Regions from separate parts of the Mus musculus genome. Here regions 1 and 2 are each linked to region 3. Evidence: chromatin contacts called from public HiChIP or PLAC-seq and promoter capture Hi-C data. All regions are on one chromosome and are shown on one strand. The core of a region is the stretch at or near the end of the contact, and the rest is flanking DNA. Distances in the headings are between cores, read along the strand shown.

Region 1 (4,461 bases), core at 1,368-3,867, 230 kb after region 3:
GGCCAAGTCCTGTCCAGAAGACAGCATTTCTCAGCACCTTCCCCATCCCCTGTTCCCAGGATGTGGCTTGAGCCTTGGGGGTTTGATGAACATGTCTGGTTTAGGGCTGGACTCTCAACAGCCACTTACTCTCAGCACTCTTGACAGCTGTGAGCCTCTATTAACCACTGCCCACTGTGTAGGGTGTTCTGTGGCCAGGTTAGAGAGCTGTACTAATATATGGGAATAAACTTAAATATATAGAAGGCAGTTTGACAACATGTCCATTTAGTAAATTATCAGTAGTGAGTTCCCCCTAGGGCTTAGGGCCTCTAGAGCCATGAGCTGTAAATCAGGTTTACAGTACTGAGCATGATCATCCCCCCCACCCACCCCCACCCCCGTGGAGCAGGCCTCGGATCCCTGCTGAGGATCTGAGTTGGTTACCCCATAACCCCCATGCTACTATTAAATTAATAGGCACATCTTGCATGGCGGGTTGGTATTGTAGCATTTAGGGTCCAACACTGGGTTTGACCTAATTTAAACATTACACATCCTCAATGTTTGTTACATGGTACCACATTAAGATATATAACTTTTATGTTCAATGTATTAGTTAAAAGTAAAAATTACTGGTCTTGGGGCTGGAGAGATGGCTTAGTGGTTAAGAGCACTGACTGCTGCTCTTCTAGAGGTCCTGAGTTCAATTCCCAGCAACCACATGGTGGCTCACAACCGTCTGTAATGGGATCCAATGCCCTCTTCTGGTGTGTCTGAAGATAGTGACAGTGTACTCACGTTAAATAAATAAATAAATAAATCTTTAAAAAATATATATTTTACTGTTCTGAGCAGGGCGGCCGTGGTACAAACCTCTAATCCTAAGACTTGAGAGGCAAAGGCAGATCTCTGTGAGTCTAAGGCCAACCTGGTCTACAGACAGCCAGAGCTACTCAAAGAAACCCTGTCTCAGAAAAAAACTTACTGATCTGATGTCTGACTACCTGAGTTTAATCTCCCCAGAACTATATAATGGTAAGAAAGAACTGACTTCCACAAGTTTTCTTAACACTTCTACATATATACCATGACATACATGCACAAATAAGTAAATAAATAAAAATATTTTAAAGTAAAAATTGAGAAGATTCTAATACTAGGAGAGGGAAGCTAAAAGTTCCCAAAAGAACTGTTGGAATAGAGACTAGAAGCTGGCAAGGTAGCTGGGGCCTGATAGACGAGGTGTCTGAAGTACAGGATGTGGGATAGATGCAGCCAGAACGGAAGGCCTCCTGTGCCAGGATAATGTTTGTTATAGTATTAGGCTTCTCTTAACAATTCCTTTTGATGCCACATTGCATTTTGTGGTAGCTTTAATATTGATCTGGAGGGGCTGCCTATACATTGCTAGTCTGAAGGTGCTAATTTGCAGGTGGTTTTGAAACGTAAAAGGAAGACATGCTTACCCCGAGACTCCCCATTTTGGGACTGCCACAGAATAGACTCAGTTCACAGATCCAGAGGACTCCCTTGCCCATCAGTGGAGCTGTGTCCATTGTTGATGAGATACAGGGCACAGAACCTCTCCCACTAAGGAGCCACCTTTGTGTAAAGATTGCATTACACTGAGAGGCACTTGGCTGTAAGAGTCAGGCAGGAGGAAGGCTGGACGGGGTGGACGGGAGGGAAGCTTGGATGTAGTACTGCCGGACTGGGGCCTGGAGAGTATCAGGACAGGTGTGTCTGTGAGGAGACACAGTCTGCAGTGCTGTGGACCGGAAGGCAGAGTGCACAAGTGACAGTATGGGAGTGGCAGACACATGCAGTGCTAGACCACTGGGTCCTACGACCCAAGAGTCAGCCCAGCCAGGCTGTAGAAGTGTGCAGAGAGGAGCCTCGTTTCCTGGCCTATGCAGTGTGCGCTTGAGTTGTTTTCCATGATACCTAGAAGTTAATGGGAGCGTTACAAATGCTGCGCTTGTCATGACTGGATACGGTTAGCTCTGCCTTTAGTCAGTACAGCTGTAAAATACGATATTCAGAGAAACCCAGCAACTGATTTGACTGCCTTGATTTGCAAACAATAAAGATCCACCTTCCAACCCAAACATAATTAGGTTTGGCCCATGTTCAGATGGCCAGTGTTATTGTTCGCAGTATACACGCTATGTTCTTGCTTCCTTTCCTTTGGGGCTTATTTTATTCCTCCTGCCTGTTTCTGATAAGCCTGTCTAGCTTCTTGAACTTTATTTATAAATGTTTAAGAGGAACTTTTTGGATTCTTGTGTGTTCCTTTTGGAGAAGCAAACAGAGCAGGCTCCAGTAAGGTCCCCAGCATAGGACCGCAGGCAGAGAGGATCCTACCCCACCTCACTCTAGGCTAGCTATCAAACTATGCCAGCCATCATTACAGACCGGGGGAGACGGTAGGAGACTCTGTTCCCAGCTGGAGTAGCACCTAGCCAGGGTAGAAACTGCTTGTTTCCCCTTATCTCCAGAGCTTCATTCATATTCTCTAAGACTGTGAGGGGAGAACCGGCTGAAAATGAATCTCCTTGTTCCCAGAGAGTGTCCTGTCTGTACAGCATAAGAGCTTGAAAAGCTTGATTTACAGTGTAGCAGGTCACCCATTTTAAACCAGTCGTACTTGTTCAGGTAAGTAGGTGAGGGAGTGTAGACAGAGTGAAAGCTCTCCTTTGCATGACTTTGGAGGTAAAGAGGTTTTTGAGGTAGGTGTGCAGCTAATTGGACAGGACAGCTTAGGAGTCTTGAAAATTCAGCCAGCCTTTTTACTGCTATCAGGGCTTCCTAATTAGTTCTGATAATATGTGTCTGTCTAAAGCAGGCCATTAAACATGGCCGTTTTAATCAGCTTTTGACATGTAAGGTCAGGCTGCACCTTTAGCCTTGGCACCTGGGACCCCAGTGACTTACATTTTAGAAAGGGGTGGAAAGAGAGGCTCTTGTTCTTAATGGCACTGTTTGTCACCTCTGCCCATAACAAACATGAGAGGCAGGCAGGCAGAAGCACTCAGCTGACATTTATTTTGACAAATGTTAGGCAATTTTCATTATGTCTTCCTTACATTAAATTGTATTATTCTGCCTTACTTGAGAAGACACAGGCCTAAATGCCATAGACTTGGGCTTTCCACTTGGTTCCTTTTGCCAAAACCCACAGCAAATATCCTTCTTGTGTCTGGTTTGGGCAATCTACACATCCAAGGCTGCATTCATAATAGAAATAAATGAAATTTCCCTAGAAATGACCAGTGGGCAGGCAGATTTTTCTAATCAGAATGCTAGAGCAATGGGATGATGATAAATCCACAAGAAAACTAATGTTTTTAGACTAGATCATAAATAGTGTGAGGTTTGTGTCTGTACATTTGACCAATTGGTGAGACCATGCCTGTGTTAAAGACAGAGATGCAACAAGCTCAGTGAATCATGGCTATTTATTGATATAAAAGGGTCACTACCCTACTTGAAGGAGTTAAGAATTTGGGATCCAAAATGCCTGACACAGATAGCATGCAATCCTCTGATGACTTACTAGAGCCTGTTTTGTTGTTGTTTGTGTTTTTTAAGTGTGTATGGGTGGTTGCCTGCATGTGTGACTACCACATATATGAATGCCCACAGAAGCCAGAAGTGTCAGATTCTTTGGAGTTATGGATGATTGTGAACTGCCATGTGGGTGCTGGGATTCCAGTCTGGATACATAGGTCTTCATGTATTCTCAAGAGTAGCCAGTGTTCTTAGCCTCTGAGCCATCTCTCCAGCCCAGTTCAGACAGGGAAGCTAAAAGGTCTTCCTGGCAGTGGACCTGCTTTTCTGGGCCATTGCATTTGGAAGATGACATTGTTATTTTGGGAGAACAAGACCTATGTTATTAAGGAAAGGGCTTCAGATCACAAGTTTTTACTTTGGTGTTGCTTTGTGCTTGGTTCCCTGACCTCTAAGATGTTACTGGTCTGCAGGCGCTAATATATGTGATGTGTACCACATAAACTTCAGAACTCTTAGAATTTTGTTTCTGGTGAATGAAAAAAAAATGTTCTTTTAAGTAAAGCTTGACGTTGTTTCACTGTAGACCTTCTTGATGGCTAGAAGGTTGGGTAGTGTGCATAGGGAGAAAGTGACAATGTTACTTGAGAAAACAAGTTGCTGGCTGAATTTCTTAAGCTAAGAGGAAGAACTACCTGGAAGAGAGAAATAAGAGGAAGCAGAGAGCAAATGAGTGTGACCTCCTACCAAGAAATTGATAAGAATGGCAGTGTTTAAAGGGGTCAGAGGATGAATTAGTATCTGTTCCGATTCTTGGAAAAGAGGAGCAGCCTGTTTGTGAAGAAAACTCTAAAGTTCAAGGTGACTTTTTCCATTTTTAGGAAAAGATATTGTTTTATTGTGATGGGATGCTATAGTGGCCTAAGCTGGATTGCTGAGGAGGGAGAGCACATTCCTCCTTGCTTTTAG
Region 2 (4,471 bases), core at 669-3,168, 190 kb after region 3:
CCTTACCACAACCTCTACACATAACTAGAACATCTGGAAACACTGTGCCTATGAGGTGGGTCCTCTTACCAGGAACATCCTCCAGGGAGATACCTGGGAGGCTTGACTGGACACTCTTGCCTCTGTTCAGTGCTATCTCAGAGAGCACTCCCCTGGCCACCTCATTTGCAGTTGTAAACTGTCCCCTGCATATCATTTATCTTTCTAGTGCTCTTTTTGTACTATGCCTGTCTCTGTGTTTTGTTACTTATCACCTGTTTCCCCCATAGCAGCGGGTAAGCTTCGTCAAAGGAGTATTGTTAATCCTTTTCACCTCTGCATCAATCACCAGCATCCAGCATAGTAGGAGCTTGGCGAATATTTGCACAATGCATGAGGGCGGCATGTAACTAGAGTGGGAGGTGAGGGGGTGGATGAAGTGTTGTTTTTTTTTCCTGGTCTTGGTCACAGAGCAGATATCAATGTTCTTTCTGGGCTCGGGAGCTCACAGGGGAGGGCAGGTGAAGGTGTTAGTTAGGAACAGGTTGAGTTAGACACGCCAAGTTCAGATGTTCTTCTTACACTAATCTCACTCTGGGAGCACCCTTCAGGGCCAGAGAGCACCTGCAAAACAGCCAGCTAGGCGTGCCGGGTGGTGCTGCGTGTCCTGCCACTAAAAATGTGGACACACGCTGTTCAGGCCTTTGCTCTCAGGCAGAAGCCGAGCATCGCACGCAAACCCGGCCCTTTGCACCGCTGGCGCTGTCTTGTCGCGCCCTTGCAAAGCATAGACTATTTCTATCTCTTAAACCCCACCCCAACGCCCCAGGAGAGCTGGCCCTTTAAGAGCCTCACCCACGGTTCCCCTCCCCCAGCTAGCGTGACAGCACTGGGACCCGCGCCCGGTTGTGAGTTGGGTAGCTGGGTGGCTGCGCGGGCCTCCAGGCTCTTCTCACGCAACTCCGGGGCACCTTGTCCCCAGCCAGGTGGGGCGGAGACAGGCAGCCCGACCTCTGCCCCCAGAGGATGGAGCAGGCTTACGCACGCTAGCCTCAGGAACCTGTGTGCGTGCCAAGCATCACCCTTTGTAGCCCCAGACCCCCTCCTGCTGTCTCGCGTGGATCCTTCCTCCACCCTTTCCTCCACCATACTTAGATAGCTCTGCACCCGCCGCCCGACTTCTCTGTGTTGCCTGCTTCAGTATGTATGCACAACACTAGCAAGCCCCGGGAGCCTACAGGGAGCTGCAAGCGGGGACTCCCGGGCTTGCAGCTTGCCTAAGGTGACCCTTAGAGGTGAGATCTGCAAGCCTGCCATCCATCCCCACCCTCTAGATGAAGCAGCGCGAACTTCGGCCGATACCCAATTTGTGGGGCACAGAGTCAGTCCAATGGCGCCACTGGCCTTCCTGTCCTGTGACCTCTGGGCTGGGGTCGTTGCGCTTCTCACGCGAGCTTGGACTCAGTAATCCAGGGAAGCAAAGTCACCACCCAGCTGTTCTCCCTCTACCAGCCTTTCCCGGGCACCCATTGGCTTGTAGTAGGCAAGAGGATCTTACACACTGAATGTTTCAGGGGTGCAAAAATAGTGAAAAGGAATCCCTATGACCCGGAATGGAGGCCCCAGTACTTACTTTTTAGGTTACCCCAGAATTTTTCCTCAAACCCCTCCCTCAGTGGGATTATGCACTGTCCATGGAGCACCTTGAAAGTGTGGGGGGTGGTGACCCCAACCTTTATTCTTTTTCTTTTCTTATGTTTTTTTGTGCCTGTACCTACATCAGGTATCCGGTATGGCTTCTTGCCTATCTCCCCCCTCCCCCCTGCCTAGAGCACTCCCTAAGGCTGTCCCTCCCTCGGTCCCACCACTGGGCTCAGATAAGGAGGCGTGGCCAACAGACACAGAGTCCTATAAAGGTGGTGGTGCCTTCACCCTAACCCTGAAGGTGGTAGTTCTTGGAGCTTCCCCGATCCTCCCTAGGGTCCTAGAGAACACTCTTCACTTCAGTCCCTCCTTACAGCCCAAGGTGAGTGCTTGGGGGGGCTCCTGGATTGCCCCTCCCTCCCTCCCTCCCTCCCTCCCTCCCTCCCAAGAAAAGGAAATTTTTGGTGAAGAGTTACTGGGTAGCTCCTTCAAAACAGGGAACTACACTTTTATTTATTTATTTATTTATTTATTTAGTGACCAGGTAAATTCCTTAAGGGAGAAACTGAGGCCAGAGGTATCAGCTATTTAGATAGAAATGAGATACCCTTCCACTTCAGGCCCCTCCCCCTCCTCACTGACCTCCTAGGGCGTCTTCCCTGCACCTTTAGCCCCTTCCTCAGGACTGCCAGTGGGGGTGAGGGCTCCTCTCTGGATGTGTAGGGTGGACAGTGAAGATGCACTGAGCTTTTCTGGTGTTCTCTGTCTTATTTAAAAACTACCCCCAATAGCCTCTACCCTCCCAAAGGGCAGCATGTCAGAGCTGTTTCTGACCTAGGCTAGAGAGGCTCCCTACCCCACTGACTGTCTCTTCTATCCTTGCTGGGATACCATCAGCTCCATAAACTGAGAGCTTCAGGGAACTGGAAACACCAGTTACATTTCCCTCGGCCCTTCCACCTTCCAAAGGTTAGGGTTCCTTAGGGACACCAATTATGAAGTGTGTTTTCAGCCCCTCCAGGAAGCCCCTCTGCTTCAAGCTGACTGTAGTATTTGGGAATTGTACATCTTCCTATCGTATGTGCTTCAGATCTTCTCTTCCTAGGATCTGTACCCTCTGAATTAAGCAATCTTTCTTGTTGGCTTGTTTTGTTTTTTTGAGACAGGGTTTCTCTGTGTAGCCCTGGCTGTCCTGGAACTCACTCTGTAGACCAGGCTGGCCTCAAACTCAAGAGTTCCTCCTGCCTCTGTCTCCTAAGTGCTGGGGTTAAAGGTATGGGCCAGTGCCTCCCTCCCAGATGAATTGGGCAAGCTTGTCTTACCCTCTCTCCCAGTTATGTAACTGAAGTCTCAGTGTTAATATGACTTGTCCAGGATGACCTGGACTGTACTTCACTGCAATGTGACTCTCCTGACTGGGCAGAGCCTTGGAGCAGATGTTAAATTTGCTTACTTTTTCTAGAATAAATCTAAAGAGAAAGTGTCCTCTTAGTCAAAACTAAGCTCAAATCCATTCCTAGTTTTCCTGACTCCAGTCAGTGGTTTTCTTATAGCCCTAACCTTATAGGAATCTTCCTTTTCATTTCTGCTTTCTTATGACAGCAAAAGAGGGGGAAGGACCAGACTATTCATTCATGAGAACTGAGCACAACAAAAAGCTTGGCCTGGATTACTGTTACTTGGAGCTGTGTCTAGCTGGTCTCCCTTGGCTTTTAAAGTGTGGCCCCGTTGAACTTAGGGAGCTAGGCCTGAGAGGAAGGTGGCTTGGGCATTGGTTTTCCTGTACCCTCTCCCATTCCTGTCCTCTACTGGGGTTGATGGGGTTCTTTAGATCCTGAGATGAAGAACAGTAAAGAACTGAGAACTCAGATTCTCAAAAGTTTTCGTTCTCAAAAGGAGGCATCTGTGATAGCAGCTGTACATTCTATGGAACTTTCCCTAAGAGCTGTGAGCCCTGGCTAATGCCCCATTTGGAAGCTGATTTCCCTGCTGCTAGAGTAAGCAATGAGGCCAAAGAAACAAATGATCTCTTGATTTCCTGATAGGATGGCGGCTTCCTCAAGGGTGATGGGTAGACCCAAAGAGATTTTTCGGGTGACATTTGTTAGTTGCACATTTATTGGAATGTGTTAGGAAAATCAAAGCTGTATTTAGGTACAGACATTGTTCAGGATGATGTTGCCTAGTGGATGTAAAACTGATTTTAGGAGACACAAGGTAAATTGGGACGAGTGGAAACCACAGAGATTGGAAGCCACTGAAGCCACACAATTAAGAGAGGTGCTCTAGAAGTGGGCTACTTGGGTTGAAAGTTTACACAACATTCCCTAGCTGCATAACTTTGAGAATGTTACTTACTGTCTCTGAATCTTACTGCAGCCTTCTTCATCTGCTTATGACTAAGATTGAAAATAAAATGAGAGAGAGAGTGTGTGTGTGTGTGTGTGTGTGTATGTGTGTGTGCTGTGTGTGTGTGTAGAATATGATTAAAATATATTGTGTGAAAAATAAAACAAAACCACATTGAGCTTCCCGGGTACTGAGACTTCTCCACGAGAGCTCAGTCTACCTGACCTCAGCCTTTGTGCATGTGGAGTAAGAAAGAACTGCAGCACACAGTGGCAGCTCCACAAGCTCTGTCCTGCTCTATGCCCAGGGAACAGCTCCAGGAGGAAGGCTTCTCTTTCCCCTGACACTTTAGGATATTTATACCCTCGCCCTCAGTCTGATGCCTTCTTTCTTTTGGCCTCACCTCTCAGCAGCCACCTAGATCATGCCTTCCATGTATGGACTTCCAGCCTTCGTGTCAGCCACAGAGCTGCTCCTGGCTGTCACCGTATTCTGCCTT
Region 3 (4,104 bases), core at 1,552-4,051:
AGCTACTGTGTCCCAGGAACTCAGGGGCACAGTGAGCAGGTTACTATAATTACCCTCCTTTTACAGGTGACAAACCAGGGCACAAGGGTTAAGTCAATTGTCCAAGGTCACAAGAAGCAGAAAGAGGCTAATGAAGCCTGGACTGCCGGGTCAGTACCTCAATTACACAGGCTCCTCCAAGACTTTACGCTTACTTAATTTCCTATCCGTATTCTGTTATCCTTGCCTTTAAAGAGAGCAACAAAATCTGAATGTGGCTACAGAGGTAACAGATGCCAGTGTGCCGTTTTCTTGTAAGTATTTAAAAATACATTTACATATGCAAACGTATCCGCAGGGTTTGGCGGGCAACCAGCTTTTTCAGCATACGTCCTGGTTGCCTTTCTAACCGTGATGTTGTGTGCAGCAAAGATAGTACCTTTGTTTACCCACTTTCCCCACGTTGGACCTTCTTCCTCCTCCCGCTGTCCTCTGTCCCCTTTTGGAAGGTTCCTACCTATCTCGCACGATTCCTCCTCTGGCCTTCTTCCCATCCTGGTATCGCTTCTCATATACCCTTCCTCTTCATCCTCCTCACTTAATCTCCTTCCTTCCAGCCTCCCGCCTTTCTCCCCTCTCTGACACCACGGCTTCTTCACGGTCCAACCGGTTTCTTCGGCTCACCGCCTCTCTGCCAGTTCTGGGCTTTCAGGCTGCCAGCATCGAGCTGTCCCCACATCCTTTTCCCCCATCACCTCCCCACTTGCACAGCCGGCAGGCGATGGAGAGAGCTGACAGCGTAATGAATGGCTTCAGCTGTAATTAGCGACCCCGCGGCTAATCACGATGTGCATTTACATTTTAAGTGCTGCTGAGGGAGCTGGAAAGGAAGCGATGCGCGGGCGGGGAACCGGGCCTTTTCTGCGTTCTCCCTCCACAGGAAAATAAAGTGAATGGGAGAGTCTCTGGCAGAGGGTAGTGGTACTGGGAGAGGGTGGCGGTGTCCTTGAGGGCCAACTTGGGTAGAGGCACAACCATTCACTCTTTTCAGAACAAACCTGCTGCCCCCAGATCTTCCAAATTGTAGTGTACGGCCTACATGATTTCCAAGTTGTTTAACCCAGGCTTGCATACTCCAGGGAACGCAGAGCTCTCTTCTTTTCCAACCAGCACATTCCTACATAGCTTCTAGTCTTTCTGGAACTTTTTCTCAGATCAATCCAAAACTGCCGACTTTAAGTCCACCACTTGCCTGAGTGCACTCAGTCGTGGGGTCTCCCCAAGGTTGGGACTCCAGAGCCTGCTTCTCCCTGTGAAATCTACAAGAATTAAGATTAGATCCAGGGCAGAGTCCCAGTTCGGGGCACACTCCTGGAGTGTGAGCAGGAGATTGGAGCCAGTCACTCACACTTGAGGTAAAAATAAAAAATAAAAAGTCCAGCTGCTGCAGCCACACTCCAAGAAGAGATGAGATATAAGCTCGTTGTTCTGAGCTGAGGGGCTGAGAATTGTCACAGATAGCAAAGAGGAAGAGGAGGGCCGGGCAGCTCTCCCCCTAGACTGATGCTGTGCTCATCCAAACACCATCTTGCTGATACTTTGAGAACACCGTTCCTTACAGTCCTCAGTGCGTCTTCCTTCCCGGTGCTTCCCACGTCTGTCTGATTCCCTCCCTGCCTTTCCATGGAAACGGGATTGAATATTGAGGGCGTGGCCCCAGGCCAGGGTCACTCCTTATTAAACAGTCTTGCTTTGATCAGACCTCATCTTTCTACTGCCCACCTCACCTCGCAGCAGAGCCCGAGCCTCTGCTCAGATTCAGTGGAGTTCCCAGAGTTTGCAAGTACCCGCCCCCACACACACACATTCCGCCAAGGCACTCCACCCTGCCTCCCACCTCTTAAAACCTGTCTTCTCTCAGTCTCCTTTTAACAAAAACAACCCTCTGGATTTCTAGAGGCCAAGGCTGACTGGCAAGGAATTCCACCTGGAATTGGAAGTCAGGAATCCGGCGTTAGCTCGGGCTGAGCCACGCTCATAAACATGTATGCAGCTCCAGTAAAGGACTTTCAGGCATGAATATAAGAATTTAACGCCTTGGAAGAAATGGTCTCCTGTTCCCCATTCACTTTAGGCTGGCCCAACGCATCACTTCCTGCATTTCAGAGGTGCATAGGTGCCGGGAGCCTGGAGGTATGATCAGGAGGAGCAAAGCTTAGTGTCTCTCTAAGCAGCTACGCAAGGACCAGGCCACGACGTAGCGGTCCCAGCCCAGGGAAGGCGCTGCGTGCAGCCGCAGCCAACGCCTCCCACTCTCTGCTGACCATGCACTGGCTGCCCTTGACGCAAAAATATAGTAAGAGAACGGGAGGGAGGTCCCTGGAGGGGTGGAGTAGCGAAGCCCCAAAAGGTGGTTTGGAGATCTCTTACCTAGGAGGGGTCTAGGGATGCCCTTGCGCTGGAACCCCGCAGGGCTCAGGGACCAGGCTTGAGTCGGCATTTGAACCTTAAGCATAGTATTTATTTAGGTTGTTCCTGCATAAGGTCTGGTTCAGGGAGAACAGATGGTGACTTCGGAGAACTTCACCTCCCAAATCACCCGTGGCTCTGTGACCCCAGCCGCTGAGCTCCAGCGCTGGATCCCAAAGGCTGGAGGGACTGGGACAAGTCACGCAGAGTTGGGGCGGGTCCTGGGCGAAGGGGCGGGTCCTATCTGGCTCCCAGGCGGAGCTTCTGCTAAAGGCGCGGAGCACAAGGTGCCGAGGGCGCAGAGTAGAACATCACTACCCTGTAGAAGTCTGGGCTGAAGACTGCACGTTCCCAGCCCACCCTCCAACCTTCACTCGGCGCCGGCACCCCAATCCCTGCCAGCTCTCGCCCGGCACGACCCGCGGCCATGCAGCCCCGGGCTTGAGGCGGCCCCATGGCAAAACCTGCGATCCCAGCGACGACGGCGCATGGAGAACTTCCGTAAGGTGCGCTCGGAGGAGGCGCCGGCGGGGGACGGTGATGAGGGTGGCAGCCCGAACTCTGGCCCTTTTGCAGATCTGGCACCCGGTGCTGTACACATGCGGGTCAAGGAGGGCAGCAAGATCCGCAACCTACTGGCCTTCGCCACCGCCAGCATGGCGCAGCCAGCCACGCGCGCCATCGTCTTCAGTGGCTGCGGCCGGGCCACCACCAAGACCGTCACGTGCGCCGAGATTCTCAAGCGCCGCCTGGCGGGCTTACACCAGGTCACGCGGCTGCGCTACCGGAGCGTGCGCGAGGTGTGGCAGAGCCTCCCGCCTGGGCCCACACCGGGTCAGACGCCCAGCGATCCGGCCGCCAGTCTCAGTGTACTTAAGAATGTACCGAGCCTCGCCATCCTACTTTCAAAGGACGCACTGGATCCACGACAACTTGGCTACCAGCCTCCGAACCTCAGTCCTGGTCCTTCGTCCCCTCCTACGGTGTCGACGTCCAAGAGGAGCCTGGGGGAATCTGCTGCTGAAGAAGGCACCGCTAAGCGGTCTCAGCCTGAGCCAGAGGCTGAGAATGAGGACAGGACCGCCTGAGAATTCTCGCCTCTGAGCCACCCAGACCGACTGAATCATATATCTTCAACACTCCTGCATACCTTTCAACACACGCACCTTTCATACCTGGGTTTTAAGGGGCCCATGTTCCTGGACACCGGTCCTCAGAATGACAGCGCGGATCCCAAGGCGACAGGAGAGAGCTCAGGAATGAGAAGAGAGGATCCTTGAAGTCCAAGGAAACTTTGTGGGACATGTTACCAGAAGCCACAGAACACCACCCACACCTTTGCTAGGCCGTCTTTTTTAGGGAAGCATGGTGGGTAGTGGGACTCTTGAGCTTTCTTGGGGACCCAGACGTTAAAAGCACCCAGTATGCATGGATGCTGACAGTTGAGGCTTTAAAAATCATCTTTGCTGTTAACTGAGAGCGGGAGCTACGGAGCTGATTACTTGAGGATGGCCAAGTTGAAAATGTCCGGACCCTATTCTGCACCCCCACACACACACACACCCTAGCAATTCCCTTTTAGCATCCCTCCCCCACCCGCCTTGCATGATGGCTGAGAGGGGACTTAGGACAAAATCTGCCATGCTTCCTCCCCGA

Evidence for each region. Promoter capture Hi-C pulls out the DNA fragments that hold promoters and counts their contacts. HiChIP or PLAC-seq counts read pairs in DNA pulled down with a chosen protein or histone mark.
Region 1: a contact with region 3 is called in a promoter capture Hi-C map of pre-B cells. The contact joins the enhancer-like site here to the promoter of Rpp25 in region 3. A contact is called at or near these places in 6 of 39 promoter capture datasets (the C10 cell line, cranial neural crest, liver and 2 more) and 1 of 9 other capture datasets (adipose tissue).
Region 2: an HNF4G HiChIP or PLAC-seq map of pancreatic cancer cells shows a contact between it and region 3. The contact joins the promoter of Cyp1a1 here to the promoter of Rpp25 in region 3. A contact is called at or near these places in 4 of 39 promoter capture datasets (the SN4741 cell line, cranial neural crest, embryonic stem cells and 1 more), 2 of 484 Hi-C or Micro-C datasets (CD8 central memory T cells and natural killer cells), 5 of 115 datasets of contacts at active chromatin or transcription factors (embryonic stem cells, extraembryonic endoderm stem cells, microglia and 1 more) and 3 of 9 other capture datasets (adipose tissue, liver and pancreatic islet).

The regions. Positions count from the first base shown.
Region 1 is chr9:57,734,639-57,739,099 of GRCm38.p6, forward strand. All of the region lies in intron 4 of Edc3 (enhancer of mRNA decapping 3), which reads left to right. Among named protein-coding and RNA genes, the nearest start is that of Clk3, 28 kb to the right of the region's middle. Within about 2 kb of position 2,618, at least 13 of the 459 cell types and tissues checked have an H3K27ac peak or open chromatin away from gene starts, as enhancers often do.
Region 2 is chr9:57,695,695-57,700,165 of GRCm38.p6, forward strand. Cyp1a1 (cytochrome P450, family 1, subfamily a, polypeptide 1) reads left to right here and starts at 1,919. Exons shown (of 7, transcript NM_001136059.2): 1 at 1,919-2,005; 2 at 4,383-4,471. The coding sequence starts at 4,397. RefSeq lists a promoter at 278-1,979 and enhancers at 707-724, 778-1,134, 849-868, 926-944, 1,037-1,055 and 1 more.
Region 3 is chr9:57,501,301-57,505,404 of GRCm38.p6, forward strand. It overlaps Rpp25 (ribonuclease P/MRP 25 subunit), which reads left to right and starts at 2,802. Exons shown (of 1, transcript NM_133982.1): 1 at 2,802-4,104. The coding sequence starts at 2,937. The coding sequence ends at 3,536.